Linked DNA regions of Zea mays: regions 2 and 3 are each linked to region 1. The links are chromatin contacts, called in public Hi-C maps. All regions are on one chromosome and are shown on one strand. The core of a region is the stretch at or near the end of the contact, and the rest is flanking DNA. Distances in the headings are between cores, read along the strand shown. Region 1 holds the start of LOC100275998. Region 2 holds the start of LOC100283852 (VTC2). Region 3 holds the start of LOC100282513 (40S ribosomal protein S29-like).

What was found. A called contact is a pair of places that touch in the nucleus more often than the background predicts.
Region 2: a contact with region 1 is called in a Hi-C map of tassel, with 4 times the contacts expected there. The contact joins the promoter of LOC100283852 here to the promoter of LOC100275998 in region 1. A contact is called at or near these places in 3 of 25 Hi-C or Micro-C datasets (bundle sheath, endosperm and tassel).
Region 3: a Hi-C map of tassel shows a contact between it and region 1, with 2.2 times the contacts expected there. The contact joins the promoter of LOC100282513 here to the promoter of LOC100275998 in region 1. A contact is called at or near these places in 4 of 25 Hi-C or Micro-C datasets (ear, endosperm, leaf and 1 more).

The regions. Positions count from the first base shown.
Region 1 is chr6:30,541,352-30,544,988 of Zm-B73-REFERENCE-NAM-5.0, forward strand. LOC100275998 reads left to right here and starts at 1,902. Exons shown (of 2, transcript NM_001149896.1): 1 at 1,902-2,274. The coding sequence starts at 1,963.
Region 2 is chr6:31,420,761-31,424,397 of Zm-B73-REFERENCE-NAM-5.0, forward strand. LOC100283852 (VTC2) reads right to left here and starts at 1,866. Exons shown (of 6, transcript NM_001156750.2): 1 at 1,237-1,866; 2 at 483-583. The coding sequence starts at 1,354.
Region 3 is chr6:29,945,692-29,949,328 of Zm-B73-REFERENCE-NAM-5.0, forward strand. It overlaps LOC100282513 (40S ribosomal protein S29-like), which reads right to left and starts at 1,986. Exons shown (of 3, transcript NM_001159462.2): 1 at 1,883-1,986; 2 at 1,379-1,478; 3 at 534-758. The coding sequence starts at 1,944. The coding sequence ends at 750. It overlaps LOC103630926 (a long non-coding RNA gene), which reads left to right and starts at 2,195. Exons shown (of 4, transcript XR_002262999.2): 1 at 2,195-2,303; 2 at 2,428-2,658.

The DNA.
Region 1 (3,637 bases), core at 652-3,151:
TGTAAAATACACAAAATAATTTCGGTCGTCATCAACCTTAAGTTCGCGCGTGCGACGGAAAGAGTTCGACGGGGTTCGGCCGGGTGGAGAGCAAGGCTCGACTACGGACGGCGAGTGCGTGGCTCCGGCGACGAACTGTGGCTCCGGTGAACTCCGGCGACGAACGGCAACGGCACTAGCGATGAGCGAGGAGTGCTAGAGAGAGAGAGACAAACTCAAGTAGGGGAGAATGGGGAGGCTCTGCTGCCTTTTATAGAGAGAGGGAGGGAAGAAGAATAGTCTGCCAGAGAGAGTAACGGGTCTTCAATGGCCATCAGTACATCAGTTTCTTCAAGGCATCAATGGTGTGAGGAATGGGGGAGGAGAAACGGAAGAAATGAAGTCCATAACGCAAGAAACGGTCACACGGTCACGCGGGTGGACAGCGCGCTGCTCGCGCGCGGGCGTCGGCTCGGGTGCTCGCTCGACCGCGGCGTCGGGCGTTCGGCTGCTGTGCAGGGCGACATCGCGCGCGGGGCAGTGTGCAGGGGCCGGTGTGGCTCGCGCGGCATGGCCAGGGAGCGCGTGCGGCGCGTAGGGCGGAGCTCGCGCGGTGCCGCGGCTCGGCGGCGGGGCGCTGGTGTGCGCGCGTAAGAGAGAAGCAGAGAGAGGAGAGAGGAGCGGCGAGGGAGAGAGAGATTAGGGGAGAGAGAGAATAGAGGAGAAAGGGGAGTAGTAGAGGGAGGCGGCGGCGGCTGCTGGCAGCCAGCAGCGCGCGTGCTCGGTTTAGGGTTTGGGGCATGGGCCCCAAGTGGGTCGGCTGTAGGTTTAGTTTTTTTTTTAATTCTAAAATGCTTGTTTAAAGAGCTCAAAAATTCATAAAAAATTTACCAAAAATATTTATAAATAGAATACTTGTTTTTAGACTAATAATTACTATATTACTTAATTATTATTTAATTACTAGGATTTCTTTTTAAAAGGAAGTTAATAACAATCATCTGATAATCAATCAAGCGATAATCAATCAAGCGCATGCAAAGAAAACTGATCCAAAAATGCAAATAAATAATTAATCACTAAAAAATTATGATTACCATATTTTACTAATTTTATTATTTTTAGTTGATGGGTTTTTTGGTGTTACAATGGTCCAAATAACGATAGGTGAGGATAGAACGTTCTAATATCAGTTTACCTATTTGGTAAAGATTTTTACCCAATAAAAGACTCATAGGTTGAGTATTTAGCTCACGTATATACCCTATCTAGTCTAGCGATTATGATTTTACCCTTCGTTTGGAAAACGTAGCTCTGCCATATCTTTGCATCGTTATGTGCGGTTAACGATATTAAATTTTATGTGAAAAGATAAAAATATCCATGCAATTTATTGCGATTTTACCTCTCGTCAGAGTATGTAATTGTGATTTTACCTTATTAGAGTTGCGACATACAGAATAGGAAGGTAGTTTGGACCTTTCACCCACTTTTTTCACATTTTTTGTTTTTAATTACTAATTCTATTTTTCATTAACGACCCTGAGGGGAAGGGGTAAACGATAATTTTGTTTTTAAAATGGAGGGATAAAAATATAAAGTTGAAAAATATGAGGTAAAATCATAATTGCTGGCCAACTAAGGCCATAATCAAAATTGTCCCTATTCATTTATATCATATCTCATAAAATTGACAGTGCATATATTCAAATTCGAATTTAATTAAAATAAAATTATTATCAGATATAGCCCGTATTCTATTTCCACACTACCTACCGTTGTCTCCCACGTCGAAAGGCGGATAAGGTTTTCAAACGCACGCGATTGCGGAGATCTCGGCCGCCCGATCCGCCACTCCTCCATCCGACGGCAGGTACGTCCCCGGCCGGCCTACTACCCGGCGACCTCGGTCGCCCATGGCCACCGCGAAACCTTATCCCCAGAACCACACGGATAAACCCTAGCTGCGCGAGCCCCCCGGCGATGTCGGTGGCCATCCGCTCCGGCGAGCTCCTTGCGTGCCCCGTCGCACTCCGGCGGGCGCCCTTGGCTGTGTCTGTGGTGTCGGTGCGGATGAGGGCTAGGGGCGCCGTGGCTGTGCGGGCGGAGGCAACGGCCGAGGGGGTAGGGAAAGAGGGGAAGAAGGCGGCGGGGAAGAAGAAGCCGGCGAGCGGGATCACCAAGCCGAAGCCCATCTCTACAGAGCTGCGGGAGTTCGTCGGCGGCGCGGCGGAGCTGCCCCGGACTGAGGCCATCAAGCTGGTATGGGCGCACATCAAGGGCAACAACCTCCAGGTTCGATCCCCGCCCCTCGCTATCTATCGCTGTAGGTGCTTTCGTGCTCCTAGTGTGTGCAGAAACGTGACTGTGCTATTAAGATTTAGGGGCTGTTCCTTACTTGCCACATGCCACAGTTTGCCACGCCTTAAGGTTAAGTAAGTTTGACCAAGTTAGGCATGTGTTTGGTTTGAAGCCACAGTTGTGGCAAGATTTTTCTCCTGCTACGTAGGTGTCACTCGTGTAAGATTCTCTTAGGCGTGGCAAACTTTGACGTAGAATTTGAGCGCCTAACCTCAGACATCTTAGGCAAGTGTGTCATAAAGTTGTGTGATAATTTTTGGCACCATAGTTATAGAACCAAACAGCCCCTTAGTGCGTCTTGGTTATCAATATTGTGGCTGCAATGTGTTCGGTTCTCTGATTTGATTGAGTCCGATCGGTAGCTGAAGTTATCTGGGTCTGACAATTGTGTCGCAGTTTGGTTGTTTTCTGTTGACGCCTTTTCGGAGCGCCAAACACTCAACAAGAACCGGCGGCGGTGCTCTCTGGTCAGGCGCGGACGGTCCGCGGCACAGGGCCGGACGGTCCGCGACCTGGCGCAGGGGCAAAGGTTCCCTGCCTGACGGCCGGACGGTCCGCGCCCTAGGGCCGGACGGTCCGCGCGTGCGCAGGGGGCGGCGAAGGTCACCGGCGGCGCCTGAATCTCGCTCCCGGGAGGGACCCCGTCGGGGAGGAGAGATCCTAGGTGGTGTCTAGGCTCGGACAGACCGACCTAGACTCCTCTAATCGACGTGGAGTCGAAGAGAGGCGGAGAATTTGGGGATTGGAAGGCTAAACTAGGGCTAAACTAGAACTAGACTAGAACTACTCCTAATGCGTAAAGTAAATACGAGTAATAGACTTGATTTGATCGATTGTTGGGGGGTTCAATCGGCCGTAGCCCTTCATCTATATAAAGGGGGAGGTCTGGATCCGTTTCCAACTGTTTCCCGAGTTAATCCCGCGGTTTTAGGTAACAAATCCCGCGAGAAACTAGGAACCCTAACTGACTCTGCGCGCGCGCGGACCGTCCGCGCCGCCACCGCGGACCGTCCGGCCTCAGGGCCGGACCGTCTGCAAGGCTCATTTTAGCCTCCAACATTTTATTTTCCCTAATATTTAAGTACACTGATGACTGATGTTTGTTGCTGGAACTGCACAATGGATGGAGGATATGTAAGTTTATTGGAGGAAGAAGGCTATGCGCATAGCATAAATATATGTGCCATTGCTGTAATTACTAATATGTATGTTGTATGTCTAGTTTTGTTTTGTTTACATTACTTTTGTGGATGACCGGGCTGATAAAGTTTATCCAGAATCCAGATATTCTAAATGC
Region 2 (3,637 bases), core at 616-3,115, 880 kb after region 1:
TTAAAACTAGCACAGGTGAAGTCCCAACAAAAATCACAAACTTTTATTTACCTCACTAAGGAGGATATCAACAAGTAACTTGGTTGAAGCAGCATCCTCCTGCGAGCCCTTTGCCGGAGTCAACTTGAACGCGTAGAGGATTTTAGCCTCTTCAATCCCCTCCAAATCCCTTGGTCCCAAACAAGCCCTAAGCAGGGGACTGAAGGGGATTAAATCCTCTTCTATTCAATTTTGACTATCAGGGCTTGTTCGGTTCTACCCCAATCCATATGGACTGAGGGGGATTGAGAGGGTTTTAATCCCTAGCAAGTCAAAATCCCTCTCAATCCATATCAACCTCCTTCAATCCATATGGATTGAAAATAACCGAACATGCCCTCAAGGGATTTAATCCCCCCAAACCACCTTCAATCCCCTCCTAAAGTCCTAACTTAAAACTAGCACAGGTGAAGTCCCAACAAAAATCACAAACTTTTATTTACCTCACTAAGGAGAATATCAACAAGTAACTTGGTTGAAGCAGCATCCTCCTGCGAGCCCTTTGCCGGAGTCAACTTGAACGCGTAGAGGGGAAGCTTGGAAGCTGCTCAAAGATGCAAATGTTAATCCAATAAAAGTGCAGAGTAATTTGCTACTTCCATGTCCAGTGAAGCAAGTACAATACTAATTTGCTGATGTCTTAGTGAGGTTTCCACCAAGTCAAAAAAGAAACCATATTTCCAGTGAGGCATACAGTATGCACATAATAATAATACAAAAGGCTCTATGTTTTTGCTTGCGTTAGTTATAATGGCCTGGGGTTCAGACTGAAAAGTTATTATAAATATCCACAGTTGCATAAGATATCTGTTTATTATATCCTTATTTAACCCAACTCAATTCGAGGCGGATAACAGCTAATTGTTACCCGAAAACCGCTGATGGTAACAATTTTTAACCGGAGGCATGAACCAAAATAGTGCAGATAAAAAAAAACTGAACACTCTGTTTCGGCTGTTCAGTTTGCAAAGGCCCCCAACTTTGTGGAGCACAAACGACACCTTTTGCTGTAGAAATTCCGAGAATTTTCTAAACGAATCGTGCACAAGGCTTCGGGGCACAATTTAAAATGGGACAGGATCCAATGCAAATACTAATAAGTTGTTAATATTCCCAAGATTTTCAACCGGATTGTCGACGGAAACGACGTCAGATTGACCGTCAATAGGGAATTGCCTAGGGGGGTAGGTGGCTCACCAGGCAGGCAGCAGTCGCCGAGGCAGTTCCTCCCGCAGCCCGCGCGCGGCTTGTCGGCGTCCTCCTGGTAGTTGGAGACGACGGTGGGCACCCTCCTGATGGTCAGCTTCATCTCCATGCCGGTAGGTCGGTCAGTTACTCTCGGGGTGAGAACTCGTCGGGGTCCGGGGGGGTTAGCAGAAGGGACTAATTGCTAGGAAAGGAAGAAGGTGAGAGACAGGAACGGCTCAGAGGCGACCGCCGCCGGCGAGGAAGAGGAGATCGGACGGGCTTCCTCCGGCCGAGGGCAGCGCCCCGCGGCCGCCGTGCGGAGCGGGGCTGGACGCGACAGCGGAGGCGATGGTGCCCGTGGGCTCCACCTGCGCAGCTGCGGGGCCGCGCCGGGGGGCTGCAACGCTAGCCGTGATGCCTACAACTCGGCCACGCCCAGAGGGGAGGAGGGAGGGCAGCTGTGGCAGGATTGGGCGGTGGTCACGGAAGCTGCCGAGGCCTGCGCCCCGGGGACGGGGTTCTCCTGTCTTATAACTCTTCTCCGGCGAGGTGAGGCCAGGCGAGCGGCGGCGGTGCGTTGGGGTTGTGCCTGAGCTGGGTTTGGTTTGGGAAGAACGGAGGAAGCGGGATGGCATTAAATAGGGGGAGGCGATTGCGGTGGCGGATTTGTGGTGTGGCTGTGGCTGGCTGGTGCGCTGCTGTGTGGTGGATCTGGACGGACACGGACGATACCCGATTCTCTCTCTCCTCTCTGCGCCACGGTATTTCTTTTTCTTTTCTTTTTATTTATTATATACGCAATACTCGCTGTGTTCAGTTTTTTCTTGTCTCCGGTCGGGTGGTTCACGTTTCCCATGCTGGGGACCACGAGCACAGAGGCGAAAATATAAATAGATATTTAAGTTATCATGTTTTTCTTATCCGCTAAAATTTTATTAAAAATATATTCCCCTTCATATCCATTTTAATATTAATATATATATATATGTATATTTGTTTTTTGCAGTTTTTTTATCTATCAACATACAAAACAGGTATCATAAATATATTAAAAGTTTTCTCTCTATAACTAGTGATCAATTATTTAATTTTATTATACTAATTTTGTTGACGTGTGTTCATAACCACGAAGCATAAGGTTGTTCGACGTGGCTCGGCATGTGCACCTCCAGTGATTTGAGCACCATAAAACACTCAAACACACGAGCAATTTATCCTGTTTCGGTCCTTTGAGCCATATATCTAATAATTTTGTGTTTTTTGTGCTAGAAATGCTCGATTGAGGGTGTTCTTACAATCAGAATGAGCCGAGGGAGATGTAGAGGAAGTGCTATGCTAATTTAGGGCCCAGTCCTCTATCGTGTTGGTTGATCTCTTCTACAGGAGTCCATGTCCTCGATGTGATAAGAGGTACAGAGTGAATGGTTTCTTTTTGTTTGAAAGGAATTGAGACGCTCAAGAGAGGTGGTGAATTAGGACTTGAAAGTTAAAAAATAAATGTAGGGATGTAAACTCTCGTGTACAACGCTGGTATTTTTACCGAGGTATTCGGAACCACGCAAGGTCTTAACTAATCCTCGTTAATGTCCCTACGCAAAGGGTAACCCACGTGAGGGCCAAGCACCACGGACGAGTAAGTTCATAGAGAGCCACGTGTCTTCTCCGCGCGCAAGTGGTGCTTCGCTTCCGACTCCTCTCGGACGCTCCACGTCGTCTTCACTATCGAGCTTTCGGGATAAACGTTGCGGCCTCATTCCCTCTGGTACACGGTGGCGGACGTATCACAAACACGGTTGATACAGTCTCGCAAGACTCTCACCCCACTCAGTACAATATTACAACGGCTCGCGCAAGAGCCGAGGAGTTTGTGGGTTGTCTAATCTCACTCACACAACTAGGAACAAATATAGAGCAAGCGCTAATACAGTTTAACGAACCTAAGCACTTCGCAAAGCACCTACATTAATCACCGAGTGATTCTATTAAACACTTGGGTGTTGGAGCACTTGCAAGTGTGTATGGACTTCCTTGATATGTTGCTTGGGCTCCCACACCTCCAAATGGTCGGGTGATGTGGTATTTTTAGAGCCTCAACAAAAACTATCTGTTAGAAAACAATTCTAGATCTTTATGCGGCGCACCGGACAGATGCACGGACTGTCCAGTGGTGCACCGGTCAAGCCACGTGTACTAGCCCTTAGAGGTAGTTATTGGAGCTTCTAAATGTGGCGCACCGGACCATCCAGACTTGGTGCATCAAACTGTCCGGTGAGCCACTAGTGCCCCACCAGTACGCTAGCTGACAACCCTTCTCTTAACTCTTCTAACTTCTCGATCATAGATCAACGATCGAGATTAGATCTGAGCGCGAGCGCGAGCGCGTGGGAGGCGCGAGCGAGCGCTGACAAGC
Region 3 (3,637 bases), core at 736-3,235, 600 kb before region 1:
ACAGTTGACTTTTTTAAAAAAACTTTGACCACTCATCTTATTTAGAAAATAATGAGTTATTATTTATTTTATGATTTGTTTACACATCTTATTATTTTATCACTTAAGGTAGTTTGTGCTTGATTTAAAATTTTACATTTTTCAATAAATATCTTTGAACTAGACAAGTGGCCAAAGTTTTTTTTAAAAAATGTTCATATATTTGTAGGTAGTATATTATTGTTTTTTACAACATACTCGACAACATAACAAAAAATTAGCACAAATTCTATGCATACTTGTTTTAAGATATATTTATTGTAAAATATTAAATTTGGCCTACAATTCGAATGTCTAGAAGACCGACTCCTATTCAGCATCCATCGGATAACAATGCAGGGCAGGATTGTTCAATGGAACAGATTAATCCTTTGGTGTGATACCTAATGTCAATGCCGTACAGGCCCAGCAACATTTCACAAATAGTGCGCTAGAAGTACAATTGGAATGGATCTTCGACACATGCAATATAAGTATTAGTTTGCGACCTTAACCACCCTACATTACAGTAATCATACTACCCAGCGATGGTTGGACACAAGATAGTTTAAGCTCAACATAGGTAACTCATGATCAATATGACCAACATGGCTAAGTTCTTCATCATAAACGTAGCAGTCTTTACTAGCAGACTTCTGAACAAAACATCTAAATTACTGGAAATAAAACTACAGCCTCGCCTCTACCACATGGTCCATTCCCACCTGATTTCAGCGGTACTGCAACAAAAATATAGGCATTGCATTGGTTAAAGAGCAATAGTAAGTCAACCAAATTGGAGAAATTTCAAAAATATTGCCATGGGCAGCAAAATAATTGTAGGCACTTTATGTGCCATAGCCATACATTAATGTTTTCATGTCAACATGAAAAACATGTAACCACAATTCATTCTTTGAATAAAAAAAGACTACCAGCAAAGTGTAGGGCATGTTTCAACAAAATACCACAGCTGCACTTGCAAGAAAGGGAACAAAGTGCCAAAGAAACAGTCTAAATACATAGGAATGCCCTAAACTGCAAGATGTCGCCTAAAAGCTGGCAGTAACTAATTCATTAAAGAATTAAAGATGATAAAACAACAGATAAGTATCAGACACTTTACATCATAGAATCTTGGAGCCTTTTCCATGTTTACGATGGAGGCTAACTAAAAGCAGAATAGTGTCTAAATGGAGCTATTTCACAAATATTAACTAATGGATTTATCGGTCTTTCACTTTTTTCTTGTCGTGTTTTTTGATAGCAACTTTTCAGACTAAATATCCAATACAAAATCATAAAGCATTAATGATGCTAAGCATCATTCACACAGGAGTTTGAAGCTTATATTGCATACCTTGATGAAGCCAATGTCCTTGGCATTGCTGCGGAAGCACTGCCTGCAGCACATCAGCCCGTACTTCCTGATCAGTCCATGAGGGTTCGCACAGACACGGCTGTCAAAGTGAACAAGTTCCGCTAAGTACAACGCCACAATAAGGAGCATACCACTGCAGACTAAATAATAGTGCTTAGCTGAATTGTTGGAACTTATACTTGTGTGCCATACATGACAACAATGAACACAGACAAGTCCAGAATCAAACTGTCTGTAACCTGGGCAAACGATCCATAAAATTGGCTATAGTAAACCGCAATAATCAATTAACGTAACTAAGGAACCCTCGAATACACTACACAAACTCGAATCACATCGATCCAAAATCTAGTCCATAACTATCACCGATCGACGGAGGAACCTAAATCCACACAGAGCAAAAAATAAAAAGAAACTCCTACATCTATAAATTCGATTAAACGCATCAAAAAAAATATGTGCCGGTAAATGGAACACACGTACCAGACGCGGGATCCGGGCCCGTAGTTCTTGGGGTGCGAGTTCCAGACGTTGGAGTGCCCCATCGCCTCCTAATTCCGCCGCCGCCGCAAGCGTTCGTGGGGAAGAGATAGATGGAGTTCGGTGAGCACTGAGTAGCGGCGCCGTTGGGAGAAGCGGAATATATAGCTGACGCAGCGAGCGAAACCCTAAGCCAGGAGCAGACCCGATTGGGCCAAATGGCCCGTAGTTCCATAGTCCTGTAATTGGGCTGAAATGAACCTTCTGGGCCACATGGGCCATATGTGTCTGCGGTTTAGTCCAAGTCTCTCCCCACTCCCCAGGCTCGACGGCTCCGTTGGTTGATTCTGATTCGTCTCCTGTTGGCTGTTGCCTTCGACCGCCTCCACCTCGTCTCCGACGATGTCCTCCGTCGCCGGTGAGGGTACGTTGTGGTCCCAAATGGTGCGAACGTTCCGCGTAGCGCTGCACACCTCACACTCCAGGTTGTAGCTGCTTTTTTCTCTCTCTTTAACATCCGCTCGGTCGCGTCCGTGCGTTTCTGCCAGGGGAAGGAGAGGGAGGAGGACGGCGCCGACGGGAGGAGCCAAGGAGCCAACAACATGAGGACGGGGTCGAGGTGGCCGACGGAAAACTGGATTTGGGTGACCTTTACGGCGCGGCGGCGGGGTGGGTAGAGGCGCGGACCAGCTGCCCGCACCTCGGCACCATGCCGCCCGCTGGTGCTGAATTGCTGATGACCTTGCTCGCGTGCCTCCGCCCGACTCTCCGTGCTCCAGGTTCGGGGCACCTCCTTCCTGCTCGAATTCTCTGTAGATTCTTTGGAATTCCCCGCAGTTCAATTTTCCGGAACAACACTGAGATGATCAGTTTAACATGTAGAAGAACAAAGTTTTTTTAGTTGCTGACAAGGTGATTACTGATTGTGGATTGTCACTGAAAATGTTGTGGCCACACAATTGCATGTTCAGAATCTATCGATTGTTTCTTTGGTTCAACCAAAAGTATTATGTTATCAACTGATACAAATTGTAGTTCAGTTATGTTCATAAAAATCATTAGGTAATTTAGGTCTTCACGATTGGGTTGATCAGTGATTCACTGGGATTGGATGTTGATCTACCTGGGGCGAGCCATTAACTGTGCACTGCTCGGACTGGTGTTCATTGCATTGCTCTGCGAATTGCAAGATTGATAGCAGGATAGCTTAGCCTCTGCATAGCTCTTGCAATGCTTTCAGTGAGAGAATCTGCATTACTTGCTCCATTCATGGGAATGCACTTTGTGTCACTAAGACCGTTTTCAGCAGTTCACCTATATGGTAACCCAAAAAACACTGCTTTGCACCATAGACTGCACTGTTCGCAGAGCGGAGTATGGATATGGGGATGGGTAAGTTGCTGGAGATAACCTAAGGGATTGGTGATGGCGACTTTGCTTTAGGTTATCCTTCTGCTGATTAATTGCCTTGCTCACTAATGGTCAGTTTGAGTTGATATTAATAACTAAGTCTTGATTGAGAACCAATAAACCTGTCAAGAGGTTGCTGAAGAGGGTTCATATTCTTCTCTTGCAATGCTTTCAGCGAGGGAATCTGCATTACTTGCTCTATTCATGAGAATGCACTTTGTGTCACTAAGACCGTCTTCAGCAGTTCACCTATATGGTAACACAAAAAACACTGCTTTGCACCATAGACTGCACTGTTTGCAGAGCGGAGTATGGATATGGGATGGGTAAGCTGCTGGAGATAACCTA